Regions from separate parts of the Mus musculus genome. Here all the other regions are linked to region 1. The links are chromatin contacts, called in public HiCAR-type, HiChIP or PLAC-seq and promoter capture Hi-C maps. All regions are on one chromosome and are shown on one strand. Each heading gives the region's core, a stretch centred on a gene start, on an enhancer-like site or on the middle of the called end of the contact. The rest is flanking DNA. Distances are from core to core; before and after follow the strand shown. Region 1 holds the start of Fbxo46 (F-box protein 46). Region 2 holds the start of Npas1 (neuronal PAS domain protein 1). Region 3 holds the start of Inafm1 (InaF motif containing 1). Region 4 holds the start of Dact3 (dishevelled-binding antagonist of beta-catenin 3). Region 5 holds the start of Arhgap35 (Rho GTPase activating protein 35). Region 6 holds the start of Sae1 (SUMO1 activating enzyme subunit 1). Region 7 holds the start of Strn4 (striatin, calmodulin binding protein 4).

The links. Promoter capture Hi-C pulls out the DNA fragments that hold promoters and counts their contacts. HiCAR-type assays count read pairs that join an accessible place to other places. HiChIP or PLAC-seq counts read pairs in DNA pulled down with a chosen protein or histone mark. Capture Hi-C pulls out chosen DNA fragments and counts their contacts.
Region 2: a contact with region 1 is called in a promoter capture Hi-C map of hematopoietic stem and progenitor cells, with 5 times the contacts expected there. The contact joins the promoter of Npas1 here to the promoter of Fbxo46 in region 1. A contact is called at or near these places in 2 of 39 promoter capture datasets (hematopoietic stem and progenitor cells and hippocampal neurons).
Region 3: a contact with region 1 is called in a promoter capture Hi-C map of adipose tissue, with 5 times the contacts expected there. The contact joins the promoter of Inafm1 here to the promoter of Fbxo46 in region 1. A contact is called at or near these places in 1 of 39 promoter capture datasets (embryonic stem cells), 2 of 115 datasets of contacts at active chromatin or transcription factors (astrocytes and forebrain) and 2 of 9 other capture datasets (adipose tissue and liver).
Region 4: a contact with region 1 is called in a HiCAR-type map of astrocytes, with 5 times the contacts expected there. The contact joins the promoter of Dact3 here to the promoter of Fbxo46 in region 1. A contact is called at or near these places in 2 of 39 promoter capture datasets (hematopoietic stem and progenitor cells and liver), 1 of 15 datasets of contacts at CTCF or cohesin (stem cell-derived epiblast-like cells), 1 of 484 Hi-C or Micro-C datasets (B cells) and 7 of 115 datasets of contacts at active chromatin or transcription factors (astrocytes, embryonic stem cells, forebrain and 3 more).
Region 5: an H3K4me3 HiChIP or PLAC-seq map of stem cell-derived neural progenitor cells shows a contact between it and region 1, with 11 times the contacts expected there. The contact joins the promoter of Arhgap35 here to the promoter of Fbxo46 in region 1. A contact is called at or near these places in 2 of 115 datasets of contacts at active chromatin or transcription factors (embryonic stem cells and stem cell-derived neural progenitor cells) and 2 of 9 other capture datasets (adipose tissue and liver).
Region 6: a contact with region 1 is called in a promoter capture Hi-C map of liver, with 4 times the contacts expected there. The contact joins the promoter of Sae1 here to the promoter of Fbxo46 in region 1. A contact is called at or near these places in 2 of 39 promoter capture datasets (hippocampal neurons and liver) and 2 of 115 datasets of contacts at active chromatin or transcription factors (astrocytes and large pre-B cells).
Region 7: a contact with region 1 is called in a promoter capture Hi-C map of liver. The contact joins the promoter of Strn4 here to the promoter of Fbxo46 in region 1. A contact is called at or near these places in 1 of 39 promoter capture datasets (hippocampal neurons), 1 of 484 Hi-C or Micro-C datasets (B cells), 7 of 115 datasets of contacts at active chromatin or transcription factors (astrocytes, embryonic hindbrain, embryonic stem cells and 3 more) and 1 of 9 other capture datasets (liver).

Annotation. Positions count from the first base shown.
Region 1 is chr7:19,118,177-19,121,406 of GRCm38.p6, forward strand. It overlaps Fbxo46 (F-box protein 46), which reads left to right and starts at 1,683. Exons shown (of 2, transcript NM_175530.3): 1 at 1,683-1,760. Bhmg1 (basic helix-loop-helix and HMG-box containing 1) reads right to left here and starts at 168. Exons shown (of 13, transcript NM_001370811.1): 1 at 2-168.
Region 2 is chr7:16,474,779-16,478,271 of GRCm38.p6, forward strand. It overlaps Npas1 (neuronal PAS domain protein 1), which reads right to left and starts at 2,002. Exons shown (of 12, transcript NM_008718.2): 1 at 1,867-2,002; 2 at 729-906; 3 at 1-50. The coding sequence starts at 850.
Region 3 is chr7:16,271,558-16,275,019 of GRCm38.p6, forward strand. Inafm1 (InaF motif containing 1) reads right to left here and starts at 2,135. Exons shown (of 1, transcript NM_001136270.1): 1 at 456-2,135. The coding sequence starts at 1,733. The coding sequence ends at 1,341. Ccdc9 (coiled-coil domain containing 9) reads right to left here. Exons shown (of 14, transcript NM_001382411.1): 14 at 2,485-2,859. The coding sequence ends at 2,756.
Region 4 is chr7:16,873,681-16,876,831 of GRCm38.p6, forward strand. Dact3 (dishevelled-binding antagonist of beta-catenin 3) reads left to right here and starts at 1,637. Exons shown (of 4, transcript NM_001081655.1): 1 at 1,637-1,993. The coding sequence starts at 1,745. 9330104G04Rik (RIKEN cDNA 9330104G04 gene) reads right to left here and starts at 1,206. Exons shown (of 2, transcript NR_152128.1): 1 at 532-1,206.
Region 5 is chr7:16,613,173-16,616,623 of GRCm38.p6, forward strand. Arhgap35 (Rho GTPase activating protein 35) reads right to left here and starts at 1,821. Exons shown (of 7, transcript NM_172739.4): 1 at 1,300-1,821. It overlaps Gm29443 (predicted gene 29443), which reads left to right and starts at 652. Exons shown (of 3, transcript NR_136928.1): 1 at 652-780.
Region 6 is chr7:16,386,033-16,389,367 of GRCm38.p6, forward strand. It overlaps Sae1 (SUMO1 activating enzyme subunit 1), which reads right to left and starts at 1,864. Exons shown (of 9, transcript NM_019748.3): 1 at 1,609-1,864. The coding sequence starts at 1,718.
Region 7 is chr7:16,814,132-16,817,261 of GRCm38.p6, forward strand. It overlaps Strn4 (striatin, calmodulin binding protein 4), which reads left to right and starts at 1,758. Exons shown (of 18, transcript NM_133789.3): 1 at 1,758-2,503. The coding sequence starts at 2,222. It overlaps Fkrp (fukutin related protein), which reads right to left and starts at 2,601. Exons shown (of 3, transcript NM_173430.2): 1 at 2,569-2,601; 2 at 933-995.

The DNA.
Region 1 (3,230 bases), core at 433-2,932:
CCTCAAGATTTGCAATATGGCGTTAAGCCTCGACTTCTGCTTTGGCACTGGGCTCACGCTTCGACAGTCTGAAGGCTCCGGCAGCGGCTCGCGCGGCTCCCGCGGCTCGCGGGGTCCCAGGGATGCAGACCGCGTGCCTCCCGACGCGCAGACCGAGCGAAGAATGGCAGGGCGCGAGGCTGTGGCGCGAAGGCACCAGAGCGCCTGAGGCGAGGCCACGCCCCCTCCACGTTCCCGCCACGCGGTGCCAGGCACGAGCAGAGGAGCGTTGGAAAAGGGCAGTGCGGCGAGTGCGCACGCGCACCCGGGGCAGGGCACGGGCCACAGCTCCGACACGTGCTCCCGCTCCCGCGCTCGCAGCATCAGCCAATCAGCTCTTGCTCCATTACCCGCCCTTTCCTCAGGCCACGCCCTCTGTTTTGCCCCGCCCCCTGACCTATTTACCTCAGACCCCAGCAGGATTTGCCAGGTGTCCGCAAGCGCGAGGTGTCTGTACTCCCCCTGCTGGCCCTCCTGTGTCCCCATCCGACCCTTTCGCTTTAGGGCGCATCTGCTTAAAGACCACTGTGTGTCAAGTACCTTGTTCAGGCGGCTAACTTCGCCACCTTTCCCTGAAACGAGGCTTTGTAGACCCCATGGAAATGCCAGTTCCTGTAGCTGCAAACAAAGTAACCTTTAGTGTCTGAGTGTGGATCCAGTCTTGCTATATAGCCCAGGCTTGCCTACTACTTGTAACCGTTTTGTCTCAGGTCTGTCTGGAACGCAAGGAATGCACTACCTTGTAACTCAGGTTACAAACTACACAATTTATTTTTAAAAAGCATTTTAGTTTTAACTAGGTATACATGTTGGGGGGGTGGGGGGGAGGAATACTGCACGCAGGTGTCCCCAGATGCCAGAGGCATCAGATGCCCCTAGAGCTGGAGTTTTAGACAGGGGCTTCTAGGGGCATCTTCAGGGGCAAATGCAAATTCTCTGCAAGAGCGATGTCTTCCTAACCTCTGAGTAGTCTTTCCAGCTTCATCTTTATTTTTTGACACAGCGTCTCATACCCTTGACCAGGCTAGTCTCAAACTCACAGAGGTACACTAACCTCGGCGTCCAAAATGGTGCGATTAAAAGTGTGTGCCACCACGGCAGATTCAAACCGTACATTTTGGAAATGCTGCCAAGATTCCTGCCCTTCTGGAGGCTCTGTTCTACCTGTGATGTGAACATAGTGCCTGGGCTTTTCCTCACTTCGATATCTTGTTTTCTTTATTTGCCAATTAGGAGGTGGTGGTAGGCAAGTGTGGGGAGTGAGATGAAGGTGAGAAATGGGAGAGAAAGTTTGGGAAAACTCATATATTATTAATTATTTGTCAACTAACATGATAAATCAATAAAGTTGTTCTTCCTAAACTCTTCATCCCTCGCTAACGTCCCTTTGAAGTAGCCTCGATTCTCTTTTCAAGGGCCTCGGGCCAAAATGGAGGCGGCTGGACTCTATTTCCCAGATACCCTCGCGGGAGAATTTTCTGCGCCTGCGTATTTTAGTGTGCCCTTAGCCTCCTGGTAATTAGAGTTTCTGTCTCTCAGCCCGCCTAGTTTGTTTCCTACTCCACCTCCAAGTTACCGTATTGCATCTTGGGAGCTGTAGTCCATGGCCGCCCGTACTCTAATTCCCAGTGGGCTTCGGGGCCAGAACCCGGAAGGGGAGGCTGGAGAGGAGCGAGTGGGGGAAACCCGCGTAGTCGGGAGAGCTGCAGCGCGGGGAGATGGTGAGAGCCCCAAGCTGGGTCCTGCGGGTGCTTGAGAGTATGAGCGGGGTGTTCAGGACTTGGGTTCGAGAGGAAGCAAACTGAGGCTAAAGAAAGGGCTGGGTGTGGGGAGATCACTGTGGGTGGGGATTGAGAGGAACGGGAGCCCGAGGAAGTAGAAGAATGGGGGCTAGGGAGGGGTCTTGGAGGTGGAGAGAGTCGAGCTTTGGAATCAGCTATCAAGGGGATTGGGAGCTGGAGGAGTGAGGCGCGGAGTTGGAGTCCTGGCTGAATAGATCAGAGACCCTGAGTGGGTAATTTCGAGGGAGGTTAGTTAGCCTGGTTATATGGAAAGGCATAGGAGTCCGGGATAAATGAGTGAAGGGAGAGGCTAACCACGGATGCATTGGGTTGGGTTGCGGGATTGCGAGGTGGGGCGGCAAGGCCAGTTGAAGAGATGGGAGGTAGAAGTCATCGATGGTCCAGGTTAGCTTCTAGGACCAGGAGGCGTTGTAGGGTGCGTGAGTTAGGAGCGTGGCTGTCAATATCGTGTCTTAATCTAACCAAAAACTACCAATAAACTGGACAGCCACAGAACTCTGGGTTGATATGACCAGATGGGGTCCATAGAGACAACCTTTAGCACCCTTCTAGCCCCGGTCGTATCTAGATATAGTGGTTTGTGTGGGCAGTCCAGCTTTCAGGTTCCTTATTCTCTTTTGTGACCTGCACAGGTCTCTCTGTAACCCTCTTGTGACCTTATATGTATGGTGAGAACAAGCAGGCCATTCTGAAGATAGCTAAAGGGAGGTTCCATAAAAATTGATATTTTTGTTAGGAAAGTTAAGTCCCAGCGTCAAAGCTGTTGGTGGAAAGCTCCCGTCCCAGGAATGTTGACTGGATTCAAGTTGTTAAAAGATTTCCTATTCTTCAGTCCAGCCCCCCAGACATTTTCTCAAAACCTGACAATAGCCTATGTACACCACAGTTTATGCAGGGGACACCCCCGTCCCCAGCCCTACCCCTTTATTGCTAGCATCTTTTTCTAAGAAATGCCCAGGTTCGGTTTCAGCTGTGTGTGTATTAACTCACTGGATTCAGGCGGTGCCTTAAGTGTAGATCTTCATTTCACAGGAAGCAAGTAGAGGCACGGAGAGTTTAAGCAATCTTCTCCATGTCAGCCAACATTAAATGGTAAATGTACAATTGCAATTTGGGTCAGAATCTGCTTTGGTGGAGACACCCGGCCAGAACAACTGTCAGATAGGATTTAAGTCTTTTCTGTGACCTGAGCTTGGAAATCTGTCCAGCTATTAAATGAGATCCATAACCTTGGTAGGCTAGAGAGTTTAGGGAGATAATGTTTGGAAAGTGCTTAGACTAAGTGCATATAGTACACATGTGTTGTCTTGGGACTTGCTGTGTAGCTCAGGCTGGCCTCTTAACTCTTGAACTTCCCGCCTCAGGAGCCAGAGTGCTGAGGTTTATCAC
Region 2 (3,493 bases), core at 752-3,251, 2.6 Mb before region 1:
GTCGCCAGCGCGCAGCGTTGCGGGACTTCTCTTTGCGCTGCGCCTGCAGGCTGGGCGGGCGGCATGGAGGAGGTGTCAGTAAGAGTCCTGGAAACGCGGTCCCAGCACTTTAGGAAGTGGGATAGGCCTGAGTGCGAATTCTACATCCCTGCTGGCTTTTGAGGACAGGGACAGAACCTTTATTTAATAATAATAATAATAATAATAATTTAATTATTGCTATGGTATTTGGGGTACTAGGGTTTGAACTGAAGGTCTACCACCGAACTACATTCCTCAGGTTTGTTTTTTGTTTTTTTGTTTTTGTTTTTTTGGAGACGGGGGTCTTACTATGTACACCAGGCTGGCCTTAAACTTGTAGAGAGAAGCTTGCCTCTGCCTCCGGAGCACCGAGATAAAAGGCGTACATAACCACGCCCGGCTAATGTTTTTGCCTTTTGCGATAAGTTCTTATTTGTCCAGGCTAGCCTTGAACTGGCGAGCCTCCTGCTTCAGTTGGGATGTCAGGCCACGGGGCTGGGGACAGAACCTTCTCTTTAGCCTGAGAATGTCGGGGTGAATTCGCAGCTGGGGGACTAAAAACAGAACTCAGCAATAAGTGAGGGTGACGGAAGTCTAGATATGGGTCAGGGCACAGGCCAGAGGATGAATGTCATCTGAAAGGCTGTGAAGCCCCCCACCCCCGCACGCCTTCGGGGGAGAGGCCATTCAGGGGCAGATTTGCTCACCAGGGTCCGGGCGGGGCCTTGACCATCAGCCCAGGCAGGAAATCCCAGGGGACGCCGGCTCCACGGCCGCCCCCGCACTTGACTTCACCTCGGCCACCGCTTCTGGGATAGGGGGTCGCCATCTCGACGGGGACTCGGGAATTCAGGTGCGAAGGAGTCGCAGGTGGGGCTCAGTTCCCTGGAGGAAGAACGTCCAGGGAAACTGAGGTGCGTGCGTGTGCCCAAGGGTCAAGCCAGGAGCTGCCTTAGATGCGTTCCTCAGTTTCCCCTTCCTGGGAAGCCGCGGTTCCCACCCTGGCGCTTCGGGTGAGGACGTGCCCCGCCGCCGCCTCCCCCGCGCGGCCCGCCAGCGCGCCCGCCTCACGCCCGCGCCGGGCCGGCTCCCGCATACCAATGGGCGCACGCGGCGCGCATACGGATCGGACCGGCCCGCGCGCTGCGTGCCAAGCATGCCCAAGCTGCGCTGGGGCGGGCTCCTCGCTGGGGCCCAGACGCTCTGGGCTCCATCCCCCCCATAGCTCCCAGCACCCGAAGGACCTGTTCCCCAAAGCTATCCCCAGAGTCCCACTCCCCAGGTCTGCAGCTACACCCACTTCCTAGCCTGGGCTAAGGAGGCAGGGAGGACAGAGGGACCCCACCCCAAGTCCTGCCCAGGAAGCACTCAAGCCCCTCGGGGTGGCGCCACCTGACCCGGTTGCTAAATATCCCTAATGTACAACTTCCTCCCTAAAGACCAGGGCGTAAGACCCTGGTCTATGACACCGCTGGTCACTCCAGGATGGACGCGACACTCGGGGCCCAGGTACTGGAATCCAGATCCTTTAGAGCCAGGGACGTGTCCATCTGGTTCTTTCCTCTTCACGATTAGGCGTCCAGGCCGACCATGTCCCCAGCATCCAGGTGGCCTCCAAGCCTCCCCAAAACGCGCTGACGTCTAATCAGTCCCCTGAGCCTCTGTGACCAGGACCCCAACAACCATGCACCACTTTCTGGATCCCGGCGGTATAGGTGTCCGGATGCCGTGGCCTCCAGGTTACCAAGACTCTCAGCCTCGCATCCCAGCAGGACCCAGAAGTCCCCATTTCCTCCCGCCAAACCTTCAGGCGTCCCGCACCCGCAGGACTCCCGACATGGTTACCTGGCCGCTGGGCGTGCTCGGGGCGCGGCGTGGGGTCCACTGGGTGGCGTGGAGGGGCCGCTCCATAGACCCCGGGGCGCGCGGGCTGGGGAGCCCGGCTCTCGGCGCCCACGGCGGCCTCGCAGACTTTGAGACCACGGACAGCGGCGGCGAGGGGCGGTGCCTGTCTTCGCCCCGCCTACAGCGGCCCCTGCCTGCTGGATAGTTCCCATTCCGGGAACTATCTGGGATAGTGTTGGCCTGGTGTGTCTGAGTATCCTCACCGTTTGACCACATCAGGAAGCTCTGCCAGCCTCTCCACCCTGGAGTCCCACCACGATCGCCATCTTCAGTTATAGAACCCTCCCCCCGGCGCCCCAGCCACCCCTTGGAACTCTTGGGGCAATCTGCACCATAGTTCAGTAGGAAAGGACACTCGGACATCAGTGCCCCTTCTAGAGATGTAAATCGGGGCCTTTCACAATCTCTCTTCCCAAGTGAGAATTCCAGGATGCCAGACTCCATTAAGGTCAGGTCGTGGCCTGGGCACCTGACTCCTTCGTTTACCCAGGTCTTGGTTGTTAAGGGGACGATATAGCCCAGGGCCCCAAGGTCTTGTCTCTATGCCTCCCATTGGAACTAGAGCCCCAACTTGTGGGCACCCACCTTTATAAGTGAGAATGGGGAAACAGCGGGATGTGGTGGCACTCACTTGTTAAGCCCAGCACTTGGGATGCTGAGGCAGGAGGATTGCACAAGTTGGAGTCAAGCCTGGGCTATAAAATGAATGCAGTCTGGGATCCAGAGGGAGATCCTGTCTCAAAAACTAAAGTGTGGCTGAGCTGGGAGAATGGCCAGCCCAGAGCATAAAGCTTGTGGCGGAAGAGTGTGAGGCCAACCTGGGTACAAATCCCTAGAAACCACACAAAGTCTAAGGTAGTCCCGCTGTGTGTCTGTCACACCAGCAGTCCGACAGTGCGCAGCAAGAGGGCCCTGGGAAGCTGGCAGGCCAGCCTGGTTACCTGACAGGAGACTGTCTCAAACAAGGCGAGAAGAGACGAGACTGCCTTCTGACCTCCACATGGGCTGCAACCATGGAATGCGTGTGAGCACACACAGGCACTGGCAAGATGTCTCATGGGTAAATGGCTTGCCACCAGCCCAGATGGCCTGCTTGATTCCATGAACACACACAGTGGAAGAAAAGAACCAATTCCCTGAGTTGTCCCCTGACACACGTGAGGACCCCCCACCCCAACACGCACTCACAGAATGTAAAAAGAAGCCGCTGAGTTCGAGGTCAGACTGCTCTATAGAGTGAGTTCTAGGACGACCAGGGCTACACAGAGAAAGTCTGTTTTGAAAAACAAAAACAAATAAAAAAATCAAACAACAAAATCTCCCAAACAGCCAGGCAGTGGTGGCGCACACCTTTAATCCCAGCACTCGGGAGGCAGAGGCAGGCAGATCTCTGAGTTGGAGGCCAGCCTGGTCTACAGAGTGAGTTCCAGGACAGCCAGGGCTACACAGAGAAACCCTGTCTCAAAAAACAAAAACAAAAACAAACAAAAAAAATCCCCCAAACAAACAAACAAAAGACAAAGAAATAACTGAAAGTCTGGGGATTCAGCAAGGTGGTAGAGCATCC
Region 3 (3,462 bases), core at 885-3,384, 2.8 Mb before region 1:
TCAGAATTCAAAGCCCACAAGCTGGACTTTGCATAGAGGTACACATCTGCAATCCCAACCCTTAGAAGACAGAGGAAGGAGGTCTGCTGAGAACCCAAATCCCTTGCCACAAAGTGGGAGGGGGTGACTCAGTGGGAAAGCACTAGAGAGACGGTGTGAGCCAGTAGACACAGGAGCACGGTGACAATATGGAGACACTCTAAAAACAGAGAAAGAGAAAAGCAAAGAGAAGGTAGCAGAGGGACACAAAAAAGGTTGAGGGGCCAAGGGGCTGGAGGAAAAACCAGGAAGCAGAAGGGAGGCCAAAAAGGACAGGCAAGAGGACCCCTCCCCCCAACTCACTGCTTGGTGGTGTGCAGTCTTTGAGCTGACAGGCTATGCCCAGGGATACAGGCTGTGACTCTCTGAAAGGGCTGAAGGACAAAGTGGAGACAGAGCAGAAACCAACGCTGTTCTCAGGTTTCGATCACTAGTTTAATTCTGAGCAACAATGTGTTGTCTTCCTTTTACAAGACCAGAGAGATTTAAGTACATTGCTGTACATCATCCCGTGGGGGATGCTGGTAGGACAGAAGGGAACCAGCAGGACAGGTAACACTCCCATCTGACAAGAGGCCTCAGGTTCCTGATGCTGTCCAGCCTAGGGGGAAGGCAGGCCATAAAGGAAACCCCTTCTTGCAGCTGGCCAGCAGAGTATATCCCAGGCCTGCCTACGGCCAAGCCACAGTCATGGGTAAGGGAAAATGGACTCAATCGCATGACTTCTTTATCAGAAGCTACACCAGTCTCAACATGGCACCAACAGCAATGCAGACCAGTTTTGGTTTGGTTCAGCTATATGCTCCACACTTCCAAAGCAGCAAATGTCACCACCCAAACCAGGACAAGCTAGCTTACGGGTGACATCCTCTACCCCTGCCATTGCAAACTATACCAACTGCAGTTTCCAGCACGCACCACTGTCTCCGAAGCTATACGAGATGACACCCCGAAAACTGGTAAGGCCTTTACAGTATCTGACCTTCAATGGCCCCGAAAACTGGCAAGCCGCTTCTCCCCATTCCAACCCAAAAATTACATGTGAGCAATGAGAGAGGAAAGCCTTTAAGGCCGCGCGGCCACGGAGCTAGAAGGGACCAGCGGCCGAGGCCAACGACCACAGACCAGGTAAGCCAGCTGAGGCTGGAGTTTATTGCCGATGAGCGCTGAGTCCCGGGAAGGAGCAAGGTGGAATAAGGTCGGGCAGGATCAGGACCGCGGCAAGGAGAGAGGCGGCGCCGCGCAGGCGAGGCCCGGTGGTGCAGATAGACAGACGCAGGCCACGGTGGGGGCGGGCCAGACTATCCAGGCGCTCGGCGCGCGGTCTCCCGCGTCGCTCCCGGAGCTGGGCGGCGACTGTGGCGGCGACTCCGTGGCAGTCCTGGCTGCGGTCGTGGCCCGCCGGAGGCCCCAAGCAAACAGGATGCGGGTGCGGCCGGAGGCGGGGCGGGCGGTGCTGCTCGAGCACACGGAGCGGCCGCAGCGCTGGGCAGGGGGTCGGCGGGGCCCGCAGGCGGCCGCGTGGGAACCCAGATGAGCCCGTAGTACACAGCAAGCAGCACAGCGGCCAAGGACACACACAGGAAGTAGGCGCAGACAGGGGCGAGCCGCAGCCATCGGCCACGGGGACCCTCGCTCAGCCCCGTACCACCCGGGCTCTCGCCACCACTGCCCACGCAGCTCGAGCCCCGCATCGCGCTGCCCACTCAGCCTGCACCGACCCCGCCCCCACCCCAGGACCGCCTCAAGCAAGCCACGCCCCTTCCAGGACCACGCCTTGTCAGACAGCACCCCCCCCCCAGCTCAGCTACATCCTAGACACGCCCCTACCGCCTCTGACCCACCACTATCAAGATTTCTTAGCTCTACCCCCTCAAGGCCACGCCCACTCGCTCTTCTCCCGCCCTAGCTGTCACATTTCCAACCGCCTATTCCTGTTTTCTACCTCAGCCCTCTCCGCGCTAATCGAACCCCTTCCTTCTTCGACCGACTGCAGCTCTGCACACTAGCATCCCTCTGCCCGCCGGAGCTAAGGTTCCTACTCTGTTGAAGCCGGAGGCCTACGGAGCTTCTGAACGCTAGCCCCGCCCACCGAGCCCCGGCCCCGGCCCTCCCAGTCTCACATCCCTGGACTACTACGAGAGTTCCGAGACCCAGTTCCCTCCATCACCCCTGCTGGCCCCTTCCCCAGCAACTCCGCACCAGCGTAAACTTCTGTTCCCTAGAGGCGAGGGATCCAGGGTGGACTGCAGGGAGGAGAGCAGCCAGCCTGGGAGCCAGGCAAACCTGCGCTGCCGCCCCTCCCAGCAGCATCTTCAGGACTGCGAGACGGCCTGCGGGGTGGGAGGAGAGAGGTGTGAGGATGAGAGGAGCACTCTCGTCCCGCCTCTTCCGCCAGCCAAGCACAGCAGCCTAGCCTGATCAGCTAGCAGCACAGTTCAAAGGTTGGCGGTAGCACGCGTTTAATTCAATCCCTAGCTGCAGGTTCCTGCACACCCAGGCCTCACAGGGACTGACTCCGAGGGTTCGACCAGACGAGTGCGGTCGGACTGGCACCACTGGGTCCTCAGCGAATTTAGAAGACTCCCCTCGGGCCGGGCTCGTTGCTAACCTGCTTCCTCCCCCACTAAGTTTAACCCTGGCCTGGACGGAGTGTAGCAGAAGCAGAGGAGCTGAAGGTTAGTACAGAGCGAGGCACCCTGGTCTGCTGGCGCTGTCAGCGGGCAGCCCCCGGCGGCGGAGCAGCCGCCACCACCTTGCAGAAACGCACCCTCTGGAAGTCTGTGATCTCCGCCGTCTCCTGGCCCTCGGGGCCCACCTCTAAGGAGACAAAAAGCGGTAAATGGAGGACCAGCCTGCCCGACCCACCCTATCCCGCACCTCAGTCAAACCCACCTACAACTTGGCCTCCAGCTTACTCGACCCTCAGGAGGCCCCTGAAGCAGGAGCCCCTCCAATCTAACCCTGTTGACTACTGGGAAGTGCTAGTGTAATGAGCTCATCCACTCCTCCCAGGACCCCAAACTATCCTGTTTGGCCTGGCCCCTTTCCGAAGATGTCCTTGGCTTCCACTCTCACTATTCCTTTGACAGCCTTTCCTGGCCTCTGCTCCACATCTTATTCTACTGCAGGGGAACTAAAAGATGAACACAAGCAGTAACCTGGCTGATCACGTTAAAGTGACCAAGATCAGTCTCTTGCTTCTACTACGTGGGATCTAAAATCCCACTATGGTCTGACCCAAAACCGCTAACCCTGCCTTCAGATAAGTCTTAAGAGCCGGCTCATTCATTAGTTAAAGTCGTTCCTACCTTTAATTAACCATGTTTTACTTTTACAGGATCTCTAACCAAAATCCAGTTTCAAGCTCAAAATCCTATCGCGTCACCCTCTTACCTCTGGGAATATTCAGATTTCAAATCC
Region 4 (3,151 bases), core at 387-2,886, 2.2 Mb before region 1:
TTCTGGAAGAGCAACAGCACTCTTAAATCACGGAGCCATTTCTCCAGTGCTGGGATTACAGATATGACTCACCATGCCCAAGACTCAGTTCTTTATGAGTGGTAGAAGCTGTTACTCCAAAAAAAAAATAATAAAAAATAACAGGGTTATACGTGGTGACCCACTCCTTTAATACGAGCACTGGAGTAGGGGGAGTCAGATACAACCCAGAGGTGGTCTGAAAGTAACAAGCCAGTCTGGTCTACATAGTTACAGTTCAGCCAGGGTTACTTAGTGAAACCCTCAAAAAGCAAAACAAAACATAATTATGCTGTTAAACGTTCAGAATAACTTTTTTTTAGATGTAGATGAAGAGCACAGAGAGACCAAATACGTTTCCTAGTGTTACTCTGCCTTAAAGTGGCATAGACTCACCACATCAAAGTTGGTTATTGCCAGATGATCATAAAACATTATAAAAGACAGTTTCACACTATATTTTTCTTTCAATGACAGGCTGTCATAGTTAGCCCAGATTGGCCTCGAACTCACCGCGATTCTACGGCCCCATCCTCCCTTCCAGATCTGAGCTTTTAAGGAGTCAAAGGTCCGTCTGAGAAATGGGCTATTTCACAAACGTTGCCGACACACCGGGTGTAGTGACACATGCTGGCCGCGTGAGGGGGCGCTAGCCCGGCTTGCCCAGTGAGAAGAGGCAGAATGCAGCCTTCGAAAGCAGGCAGGCTCAGATTTAGAACTTCAGAACGTTGAGAACAGAGCATCTCAGAAGACTGAGAACAAAGCCTCTTAGAACCGTGAACAAAGGCCCCTGCGAGCTCAGACTGGTGGAACTCAGCTCCACCGCACCTGGAAGACAAAAAAGACCTCAGATTCTCTTCTGGTCAAAGCATAGAATATTTCACCCAGGGTCTTGTAATTCCGTAAATGTGCTGTTTTGATGAGACAGAAACTCGCTGTGTAATCCAAACTAGCTTGAAATTCACTATGTAGTTTAGGCTGGCCTTGAACTCTCAATTCTCCTCCTGGTTCAGCCTCCCCTATGATGGAATTACAGAGCCGGTTTGAACAGGTCCTGCTTAAAAGCATAATCAAACCGTAAGATGTTCAATCCGCTTTACTTCTGAGGGTCTGGGAAAGCTGCCTGGAAGAGGAGGCGTGATCCGGATTCAATCATCACTGATGATCCTTCTGCGCAGACTCAGAAGCTGAAAGTTTGGGAGGGGCGGCAAGAGCAGCTGCGGAGCTGTCACGTGGATCCAGTCTCTATTTATAGACCACCCTTCCCTGGACCTGGAGAGCCCAATGGCAGCCAGCGCTCGCCCGCAAGGGGGCGGAACCAGCTCCAGAACCAAGCGACTGGCACCAATGAAATTGGAGCAAGGGCGGGCTTGCTTCATTGTGATTATAAAGAAGGCGTGGCCACAGCCCCAGGATCGCCGCACAAAGGGGCGTGGCGAGTCTGATACCCCCGTAGGTAGTCCTGGGCATGCGTTGTTAAGGAAAAATGGGGCGGGGCGGAGCCCTGCGTCACGGAAGGCAACAACCAATAGTAGGTCGTTGTCGTGCCTTCAGGGGCGTGGTCATGTAGATGAGGCGCGGGTGGGCGGCCCAATGGGCGGGCGCCTATGCAGATGAGACGGTGACAGCCCGGCCAGCGGGCGGGCGGGCTGCTGGGGCGGGGAGGTGGGACCGGCGAGAGGGGCGGCCGTGGGGCCCGGCCGGGCTGGGGCGGGGGGCCGCAGCCATGATCCGGGCCTTCTCGTTCCCGGTGAGCCCGGAGCGGGGTCGGCTGCGGGGATGGTTGGAAGGCAGCCTGGCCGGGCTCTGCGAGTTGCATTGGCTCCGAGAGAGGCAGGAGTACCGCGTGCAGCAGGCGCTGCGGCTGGCCCAGCCCGGGATGGGGGGCGCCGAGGCTGAGGACGAGGAGGACGCCGAGGAGGACGAGGATGCGGCAGCGGCGCGCAGGGCCGCAGCAGCCCTGGAGGAGCAGCTGGTGAGGGGTCGCCTGTCCGTGCGTCCATCCATGCATTCCTCCCTCCCCCATTCGTTCCCCCACCTCCCTGCTCCTGTGTCCGTCTGTCTGTCTTGGTAGTGTATGCTCAGCACACCGGTCCTAGGGTAGGGGAGCAGGCAGGGGGAAAGAGATAAGACTGGAGACCTGGCTTTTCCTACCCCCAAATAGAGCTGATAGGGAGGATGCACGGCCTCCGTTGGACTCAGCATGGACCCTGTTAACCGTCCTGGATGCCTAGTGTGTGTTAAACCAAACATTCGTCTTCTTACAGATTTCCTATTTCATGAGGGTTTGAAAGTCCCCATTTTACAGAGAAAAAAACTGAGGCTTAGAGACAGGAAGAGACTCACCCAAGGTCACACAGCCGGCATTCAAACATAACCTCCCTCTGGGCCCCGCTACCCGGAATCCATCTTCATCTTTCCTTAAGTCTCGGGGTGCTTGGAGATCCCTGGAGGGGGCGGGGTGGGGGAAGGGGAATCTTCAGGCCTCTGGAGAGAGAGACCGGCTGCTGAGAAACCCCCGAACAGTCCCTGAGGACCCCCGGGGGCATTTTGATCAACCCAATGACACTTCTTTCTTCTACTTGGTCCCATGGCTCAGTAACACGGGGAGGCCAGGTGAAGATAGCTAGGGAGTGAGGGGAGAGAGAGTATGATTCGCCGAGGAACTCTAATGATGACTTTCAAATTGAAAAGGCTCCAGCTCTTTCTCCCTCCCTACATCACTCCTTGAGTCTGGAGACCCTTTCCGGTTGTTGCTCCAACCTTTCCATACCCCAGCATCTCTGTTTCATTTCCTTAACACAGTCTCTGTCTCTATGGTCTTCCAAGACCTGTAAAGCTTCCAAAAACAGAGGAGATTAGAAATGGGGTCGTGGTCTGTCTCTAGGCCTCAATGTTTTTCTGCCTAATGTCTGTCTCCATCTCTCTTCCCTTCCCCCAGCCCACTCCCCTGGCCCATCCCATCCCGGTACCTAAGCCTCTATGTGTGTACATGTGTGTGGTCAGAGCTTCCCGTTTAGGGAAACCTGAGCCGAGGCTGTGGGGGTGGAGACGGGGATCTGGCTGTTGCTGACCTCGGCTGCCCCCTCCCCAGATGGGAAATGGGGAAAGGGGCTGAGGCCAGACGCCCAGC
Region 5 (3,451 bases), core at 571-3,070, 2.5 Mb before region 1:
GGCAGCGTGTGAAGGATCAGGGTCAGAGTCATCTAAAGTGCAGAGAAACACCAGGAGCAAGGAAGACATAGGCAGCAAGTCCTAGGTGTAGATGAACTTACTGGTGATGGGTTTGTGGGGAGAGAGAGCAAATGAATGAAGCAGAGCAGAGGGGCATTGAAATAAAGGTGGGAAAGAGAGGAAACTCAACGAGAATAGAGGTGCAGAGAGAGTACAACTGAGTAGTCAGGGTTAGGGCAGAGGTCTGCTAAAGGAAATGGCAAAAATGAGACACCCTAAGGGACAGAAAAGGGGGTAAAAAGAAGAGGGCAAAAAGCCAGGCACCACAGGGGAGTGCATGCAAGATCAGAGCGCCTGCACAGGGGCAGAGTTGGCAGGCAGAAGGGTCTGGAAAAGAGGACAGGGTCTGAATGGCAAAATGGGAGCAAGCACTGAGAAGGGAAGGAAGCGAGCAAGGCGCATCAGAATCTGAGAACCGTAGGAGAAGGAGCTTAGGGACATCCTAGGAGGTGCAGAAGGTTCAGTGTTGCGACCCGGCAAAATATGGGGCAGTTGGGCCCAAATACAAGGAGGAATTATGTCCAAAGCCAAGACCGGGAGGGCAGTAGAGCAGTGCCTGTATCAACAGACCAATACGGATCTCCACGGAGGTGGAACCGCAGGTCCTAAAGGGACAGCTCCTGGGGATGCAAGATGTTCTACCGCAGGGATAATAACAGTAAATAGGCCAAAGAAGGAGAATGGGGATTTCCTCCCAAAAGTGATGCTAGCAGAAAACAGGTAAGGTAGAAGGGCCACGGATATTCAAAGTGAGCGTCAGAGGGGATACTGAGGGGTCAATGAGGAGGTAGACTGTCCCAGGAGCACAGCCGACTCCAGGAGGTGGCGAAGTAGGTATGACTGGGGGTCGGGGTGGGGGAGGAAGTGGGAAAGAAGACGGCTCAGAATTGGGAGTCGGGTATCTCGAGTGGAGGCTGAGAGACACCGAGATCCTTCACCGGGTTTGGTGGGGCGTGTGTGGAGGCAGACGCCGGGATTGCAGGGCTGCGGGGACACTAGCGAATAGGAAGGGCAAGGCGGGCCGCGCGGGCCGGGCCCGGGCATGCAGCGGCCGGGACGCGGGGACCGCGGGGCGCTGGGGGGGGCGCTCCCACCCCTCCCCCTCCGGCTCCTCCATTGTTCGCGGGCTCCGGGCCCCGCGGTCCCCGCCTTTCCCCCCACCCTTGGATCCCGCAGCGGGGCGGCGCCCGGCGCCTCGCCCGTCCCCACATTCCCCTCCGCCAGCTACGAGACACTTACCAGTCTCGGGGGCGCACTCAGCGCGGCCCCGGCCTCCGCGATCCCAGCCGCAGCGACGGCGGGCCCGGCGCCATGTTCCCCTAGCGACTCGTTCCTGAGGCGGCTGAGGCGGCGGTGGCGGCTCCGGCGGCGGGGGGCCGGGCGGACCCTCCCTCGCGGGCTCCCTCCTCCGCCTCCTCCACCTCCTCCTCCCGCCGCGCCGCGGCTCTCCCTCGGGGCGGGGGGCGGGGAGGGGAAGGGGGGAGGGGCGGGAACCAGGGGGAGGGCGGACCAGCCTCGCTCGCTCGCTCGTTCCCTCCCTCCCGCGCAATGGCGGCGGCGGCGGCGGCGGCGGCAGCGGCGTTGTCGCCTCCTTCCTGCGGCCGCCGCGGCCGTGCGCGTACTGGAGACCCTCTCGCAAGTGCGCGTGCGTTTCTGAGGGGCGAGAGATGCTGGGGCTGGGGTTGGGAAGTGGATAACGGCCCTGTGGGCCGAGCGCACCGCGAGGACCGTAGGCCGGGAGGACAGGCACGCGCGGACACCGAGGGCGCGAGTGCGCGTGCGCGCCTGAGGAAAACGCCGCTACCTCAGCGGCTGCGGCGCCAGATTTACACAGCGCGAGGACGGACACCCGCGAACTGGCACAGGAGGGCGCGGGGTGGGCTGAGTGCGCGTGCGCAGAGACGGCTGCAGCCTGCGAAGCCACCGAAGGGAGGGAGGAGCCCGCAAGGGGGGCGCGCACGGCGTCGCGCGTTCCAGGCTGCAGTACCCGCCGCCCCTCCCCACACCGCGCCGGCTCCAAGAGAAAGCCATCTCTGAGAGGCTTGGCCCGGCTCGTGAGGGCGGGGACTTAGGGCTCCATCCCGCTCGCGCGGGACCTCACTAACCAATGGAAGGCAGAGGGAGGTGGGTTCGCCTCCTGGAGCCGCAGCTTCGGGATAACGGAGGGGGTTGGGGGGACAGACGTAACGTGGGGTGGCGAGGCGGGGCTGTGAAGGAGGGAGCGTACCCAGCGAGTGAACCAATTGGGCGAGGGAAGGGGGCGTGGTCCTTCACAGCCCAACCCAGGCTCGCCGTTGGCCAGCCCAAAAGAGTGGGCGGGGACAGGGGGCACGTGCTCTTTCCCGGGCGCTGAAGAAAAACCTGTGGGCCAGGCGCGTTGATACAAGTTACTGGTGATTTCTCCCAGTGCTTGGTCTCGGGCAGAGGAAGGACAGGCCCTGCATTGCAGCCCTAGTCTCCCAAGTCAGCATCGGGCAAATGACAGCAAACCACATGTCACTTTGGGTGCTTGCAGGGGGAATGGTGATGTAAGAGGGCTCCCCTCTAACTCTGTATTCCTCTGGGAGCCCTCCGGAAGGATGGATTGTGAAAGACAGGCTTTCCCGGCGCCTCACAGAGTGTGGAATGCCTGAAGGAAGCACGTGTTTCCGATCCAGCCTTGCACTTCTTTCCAGGCTTTTCATCTGTAAAGTGGGATAACAATACTGAACTCCAAAGGGTCGCTTGGAGAATCGAATGAGGTATAATAGGCCCTATGGCCACGATTCATGGTGGGAATCCTCGAACTACTAGAACCCAGTAAAATATGGGCGATCTCCCTTATACATTAATATCTATAATAGCTGATGGATTACTCTTAGCAGAGGATTACCCACAACAATAGAAAAACGATGAATATATATTACGCTGTAATAAGAGAAATGTGGATGTGACCCTCCTAGCCACCGGTAACTGAAACATCAGAAAGCAACAGGGGAGTTAAGAGGGAACTACTGTGTCTCTAAATGAGGGTGGGGTGTAAAGGAGTGACCTACACGTATTGAGTACGCAGTAAGCATTGCTAAATAAAATTACATGGGCTCGACCAAATCCAGCAGCCAGAACTTCATGAAGTCAAAAAGGTCATGCTGTGGGTGATATTCCTGGAGTCTGCTTTAAGGTGGTTAAGGCAGCCAGTATGTATGTCTCTTTTGGCTCTCTACAAAGGCAAGAAGGAAAAATCAATATCATAAAATTTTACAGTGGAAACACAGTAATGAATTTTCATATTCTGAAAAAAAAGTTTACATGTGCTCAAATTTTAAAACACCCCAACAAATGAAGCCTCTCATTAAAGTTTGTTAGGAGGGCAGGTTCTTGTGGTGTGGGCTGAAGAGATCAACAGTTAAAA
Region 6 (3,335 bases), core at 614-3,113, 2.7 Mb before region 1:
TAAGATTGTATTTATTTACTTATTATATGTAAGTATACTGTCGCTATCTTCAGACACTCCAGAAGAGGGTGTCAGATTTCGTTATGGATGGTTGTGAGCCACCATGTGGTTGCTGGGATTTGAACTCCGGAGCTTCAGAAGAGCAGTCAGGTGCTCTTACTCACTGAGCCATCTCACCAGCCCGTGTTTTGGTTTTTGAGGTTAGGTGTCCCTGTACAACTCACGATGGCATTGAACTACTCTGTACTGAAGATTAACTTTGAGCCCACTCCTCCATCCTCAGCCTCCTAAGTGCTGCAATGTCAGGTGTATGTACGACACTACCCTAGAGCCTTATCACTATGGAACTTTATTATTTATGAATATTGCTCTTAGTCCCCATCAAAACATAAGCTTCAAGTTGGGAAGGAGCCTATTTAGTTCAATAAAAAATGCTCAAGGAGCCCAAGTAAGATGCCTCACCAAGTAAAGTGCTTGTCTCAAATGCCTGGGGGACACCTGGCAACCTGAGTTTAGACCTCAAAAATCTACATAAAGGAACTGACTTCACAAAGTTGTCCTTTGGCATCCACATCAACACCATGGAAAACGTACAGAGAAGTCAAAACATAAAATTCTAAAACCTCTCCCCCAAAAAATGCTCCCCCCAAAAATGCCTAGGGAGCCAATGTGTGATGATGCATGTATTTATCTCAGCACTTAAGACAAGTAAGATCTCTGCAAGTTCAAAGCCAGCCTAAGCTATAAAAACAATTACCTTTGGAGTTTGTTTTGATTTGAGTCAGGATCTCACTGTGGTAGCCCTGGCTGTGTTGGAACTACATAGCTCAGACTAACCTCGAACTCACAGACATACTCCTGCCTCTGCCTCAGGAGTACTAGAATTAAAAATATGAACAACCATATCCCCACAAAATATAATTTATAACTTGAATATGTTAAGGAAGCCAGGCGTGATGGCACGTGCCTTTTTAATCCCTGTACTCATTCGGGATGCAGAAGCAGGCAGATCTCTGAGTTTGAGATCGTCTACAGAGCGAGGCCCAGGACAGCCAGGGCCACAGAGAGAAACCTGGTCTGGGGGAAGGGGAAAGAAAAACAAACAAACAAACAAACAACCCAACGTCTGTAGCTGTGTGCTGAATAAATTGGGCCACTCTGCGCCTCTCCAGGGGTCCCTTTGTCAGGACTTGCCCTCAAGCACTCCTCTAGAGGAGCCTGTGGGGTTTGTCAAGTCCCCAGGGCGTCCAACACAGGTTCCCATGCATAGAAATTAATGAGCTCAGCCCGCCACCCCCCTATTTTGCACTAATGCTCACCCCACTTAGACCCTACAAGCCTCACCTAAATCCCACCATCACCAGGTACTGACACCGAGGGAGCCTCAAGTTCAAATCCTCCCTCTCCCCCGCCTCCTCCAAGGACACTCTCAATACTACACAGGGGACATCTCCACCTCCGGTACTTTGCAGAAACACCGTCCATTCGTCAGTTCTGAAGCACTAGGAAACCCAAGTGCAGCAATCCCGCCTCCGCTCCACAACAGGGCCGCACCCACTCCCTCAGGGCCCACACGCCGGCCCGCAGGATGCCCGCGGCGCCCCTCACCGCTTCTGGGCCTCCAGTCCCCACAGGCGGATCTGTCGGTCATACTGCGCTGCCTCCTCCTCGCTGATGCCACCGCCGCCGCCGCCGCCAGCCTCCTCCTTCTCTACCATGGCGCCGGCTTTCAGCTCACCCGCTCCCGCTCTCGCTAACCGCCAGCAGCGAGTCCGTGCACCGGGGACGCGCTTGCGCCTGCGCAGAGAGCCGCGCCTGCGCAGTGCCACCTCCGTGCTTTGCGGGAGACCACGTGGATACCGAAGACTCCAAGGCCCGCTCGCTGCCCCATCACGTGATGGAGACGCCAATCAATCCCGGAGAGGAAAAAGAAAAAAAAAGAAAAGTGGCGGGTGTTTTGATTCCTCGAGGATGTCCACGCGGTCATTTATGAAGCGGATCTGGATCGAGTTGTCACCGGGATTCCAGCATCGATGGTGTGGTGAAATAAAGATACTACTTTAAAATAACAACACATGGAGCTCACTACCTATTGAGGCGAAAAAAATAAAACAAAAGAAAGCTAGACTTTCCTCCTGGACAGAAAAAGAGGAAGGACTCCTCTCTGCCCTCTCCTCTCCTGACACATTCTCAAATCCTTATGTAAGATGCAAGACTCAAATTGATCATGGTGGGCTATGCCTGTAATCACAGCTTTTGGACAAAAATAAGTGAAAGGAATCAAAAGTTAAAGGCCAGCCTGGGTTACATGAGATCCTGTTAACAGAAGCAAACCTAAATTTATGAGCTCGTGCCTGTAATCCCAGCATTCATGCCTTCACAAGGCTGAAGTAGGAGAATTACTACGAATGAGATCCTGTCTCAAAACCGTCAAGGACTGAAAAGATGGCTCAGTAAAGTGCTTGCCTGAGTTTAATATCTATATTCCTATTTAAAACAAAAACAAAACAAACAAACAAACAAATTTGTAGTGCAGATTTGTAATCCCAGCACTTGGGAGAAGGTTTTCTGGGCCTTGCTCAGACCCACACTTATCTAACCAACAAACCCATATCCCAATGAAGATATCCTGGGTCAAAAACCAAGGCTGATGCTGGGTGATGATGGCTGCCCAGAGCTTTAATCCCAGCACTCTGGAGGCAGAGGCAGGAAGATCTCTGAGTTGGAGGCCAGCCTGGTCTACAGAGTGAGTTCCAGGACAGCCAGGGCTATATAGAGAAACCCTGTCTCAAAAAACAAAAACAAACAAACAAACAAACAAACAAAAAAGAGTTCAAAGCTGGGGCTGGAGAGATGGCTCAGTGGTTAAGAGCACTGACTACTCTTCCAGAGGTCCTGAGTTCAATTTTCAGCAACCACCTGGTGGCTCACAACCATCTCTAATGGGATCTGATGCCCTCTTCTGGTGTGTGTTTGAAGACAGCTACAGTGCACTCACATAAATAAAATTAATAAATAAATCTTTAAAAAAAGAGAGAGAGTTCAAAGCTGGGGCTGGCGAGATGGCTCAGCAGTTAAGAACACTGACTTCTCTTCCAAAGGTTCTGAGTTCAAATCCCAGCAACCACATGCCCTCCTCTAGTGTGTCTGAAGATAGCTACAATGTACTAAGATATAATAATAAATAAATCTTTAAAAAAAAAAAAACAGAGTTCAAAGCCAGTCTGGACCACATAGCAGGACTCTACCTCAAAAAAAAAAAAAATTAGAATAAATCCCAGTATGGTTACACATGCCTTTAATATGCCTTTAATAGCAGCACTTGGAAGGCAGAG
Region 7 (3,130 bases), core at 508-3,007, 2.3 Mb before region 1:
ACATATCCCAACTCTTACACTACAGCTAAGCTGATGGGTGGTCTTAAAGCTGAATATGGCATGTGACTTTCCAGCCGAAAGTCACCTTATCAACAAGTAGGTACTTTGTGCCAGGGTGTTTTGGGTTTGTTTGTTTTTGAGACAGGGTCTCAATGTGGGCCAGGTTGACCTTGCACTAGGTATGTAGCTGAGGGATGACACTGCTACAAGGCAAAGGCTGGGCTGGGATCACAGGCACACACTACCATTATCCACTAGCGCTCTACCAACCGAGCTGTCTCCTCAGCTCCAACCCCAGCCTCTGTGTTCTGCAGATCTGAGAAGACAGGCACACCTTAGTGGTAAGGTAGGAGACCAGCCGGGAGCAGGAGTGAGTAACATGGGGCCTTGCCTAGGAAAAGTGGTCAGGGAAGAGAGTGAATCTGAGCTCATACTAGCTTTCCATTTCTTCCCCCACACATTATATACGCTGAGTCTGATGTTAAATGCTTGTATTCCCAGCACTTGGGAGGTGGAGGCAGGAGGATTGAAAATTCAAGGTCATCCTTGACCACTGCTTGAGTTTGAGGCCAGCCTGGGCTACATGAGACTGTCAGAAAAACAACAACAACAACAACAACAACAACAACAAAACAGTGTTTAAAGATGGCCCAGCAGGTTCTTGATACCAAGGCAGACCTGAGTTTAGTCTCCAGAACCCAAACAATACAAGGAAAGAATCAACTCCGGCAACTCAGCCTCTGACTTCCACACATGCACATGCACACAATAAACAAACACATGAAAAAAATCTAAGCGTATGCATCACTTGGAATTAGCCTTAGCCTTTTCAATCACAGTAGGTACAAAAAGGAGACCCATTCAGGAAAGCCTTTAAGGACATAGAAAGGGCAGTTACCCATGTGATTACTGTGACATCCAGGGACTCTTACCTCCCTAGGTTTCAGGCTGAGGGTGATCAAGAAGAGTGGTTTCACCTTGGGTCATCTGCCCTGCTGAGGGAGGAACCAGAAAGCATCAAATGAGCCAGCCCCTCCCAACAAAGTGCAATTTCATTCTACCCGCCCGTGAAAGTAGCTAATGAAGTCACAGACTCTTTTGTCTATTTGAAGTCCATAAGCCTGGTTACCACTTCAGTCGTCTCAGGAGTGATGTGGTGGGTAGGAGTCATCAATTGTAAGCTATAACTATCCCTCTTCCATGATGGTGTCCAGAAGGGCAGAAGTGACAGCAACTGTTACCATGACAACCTCTTCTCTAGACTCATGCATCCTTTGGAGCTAATCCTAAACATCCCCTATCTTACAGGACCTGATTGCTAGGATCATCAGACTGTGGGAGATTGCCCTGTTATAGTAACCAGGGCATGGATTTAACTGTTTCTCATCTCCCTGGAAATGGTCCAGGCCCTGTAACCATAGCAACTGTCCCACAGCAGCACTTGTCTTCTAAATAAAAACACCTGGTTGGTTTATCCATGGACTTTCCATAAGGGAAGGGGAGATGGTTACCATGGTAATGGCAACTGGGTTGGCTGGGGGAGGAGTGGGACAGAGGCATTCCTCTTAGAGGAATGTCTTTGGGGCTGGGCCTTTTTTCTACCTGAGCTCTAGGTGAGGGGAGGTTGCTATAGTAACTGATGAGGATAGGGTCAGAAGAACCACCAGGGACTTGGGTTACCTTAGCAACCTCCTCCTAGTGCAATGATAGTAGAGGTTTGGGACTCCACATATGCAAACTGGGAAGGGGCCTCCAGATTGGATAGGGTTATTATGACAACCGACTTCCTCTGGTCAGAGCCCACTCCCCACCCCAGGTCGTCTTTTTTGTTTTTTGTTTTTTTTTTCTTCACTAAGTGAAAGAGATGGGGGTGTATTTGCATTTGGAGGGGATAGGACTCTGACATTGGGGAGAATGCAGAAAAAAAAGTCCGGTCTGGTCTCTCGACCGCAAAGGAGACAATTGCGAGGGACCCTGGGTCCTTTGCCTACGTAGAGGCAGTCCCTCCCCCTCCCTGTCAGCACCCCCGCCCGCGCGCACCACCGGGGTCGACCCGGGTGGGTGGGCGAGGCTCGCGCCCAGCCCCGTGCTTGTCCCCGCTCCCCTCGCCCGCCCAGCGCGCGCGCGCGCGCACACGAGGCGGGGGTGTAGAAGTGTGAAGCTGCGCGTCCGCGCAGGCGCGCGAGGTACAGCGGGCGCGCGGGCCGGCCCCGGGGCCTCCATGATGGAGGAGCGAGCGGCCGCCGCGGTCGCATCGGCCGCCTCCTCCTGCCGCCCTCTGGGCTCGGGCACGGCTCCCAACCCGACGGCGGCGGCCCCGGCCTCCAGCCCTGCTCCTGGGCCCGGCCCGGTAGGAAAAGGAGGTGGCGGCGGAGGCAGCCCGGGCCCTACGGCGGGCCCGGAGCCCCTCAGCCTGCCGGGGATCCTGCACTTTATCCAACACGAGTGGGCACGCTTCGAAGCCGAGAAGGCCCGCTGGGAGGCCGAGCGCGCCGAGCTGCAGGTGAGCGCCACCGCTGCCCTCCCGCGCTCCCCGCCCCAGTCCTGCCCGGCCCGGCCTCGCCTCACCCGCCGCCGCCGCCGCCGCCATCTTGGAGCAATGGCCGCCGGGACGGCCGGGAGGGGGCGGGCAGGGCCGGCGACGGGCCGGCGGCGGGGTCCTCGGGGCCTCGGGGCGGACGCGGGCCGGGACCGGTCAGAGGATCTGAGCAGGGCCGAGTCTGCCGGGAGCCGCGAGTGGGAGTGACGAGCCCAAGCCCAGAGAGCCTGTCTGGGCGATGCGACTCGGGGTTCCCGGGGGACAGAGTGCTGAGAAAGTGGATGGGGTCTGCGCGAATAAATATGCCACGCCTCGCCTCCGGATCCTAACCAGATGCTGGCTGTCAGGGTGGAATGGACTAGATGTCTAGTGGGGTGACACACTCTTAACATCCACTGGGTGCAGGGAGTGAAGAGAGGAAGACTGGAAGCTGGCATGGGGTACCTTGGGGGAGTGGCTGGCCCGGAGCAATTGAAAGGTGGGAGGAAGCTTGATAGGAAGGGGTCCCAGGATGAAGTGTGTGGCCTCCTGTCCAAGAAGGACACTTTGGGCACGTGTGGCTACAATGTAGGGACACATTGGGATCGTTTG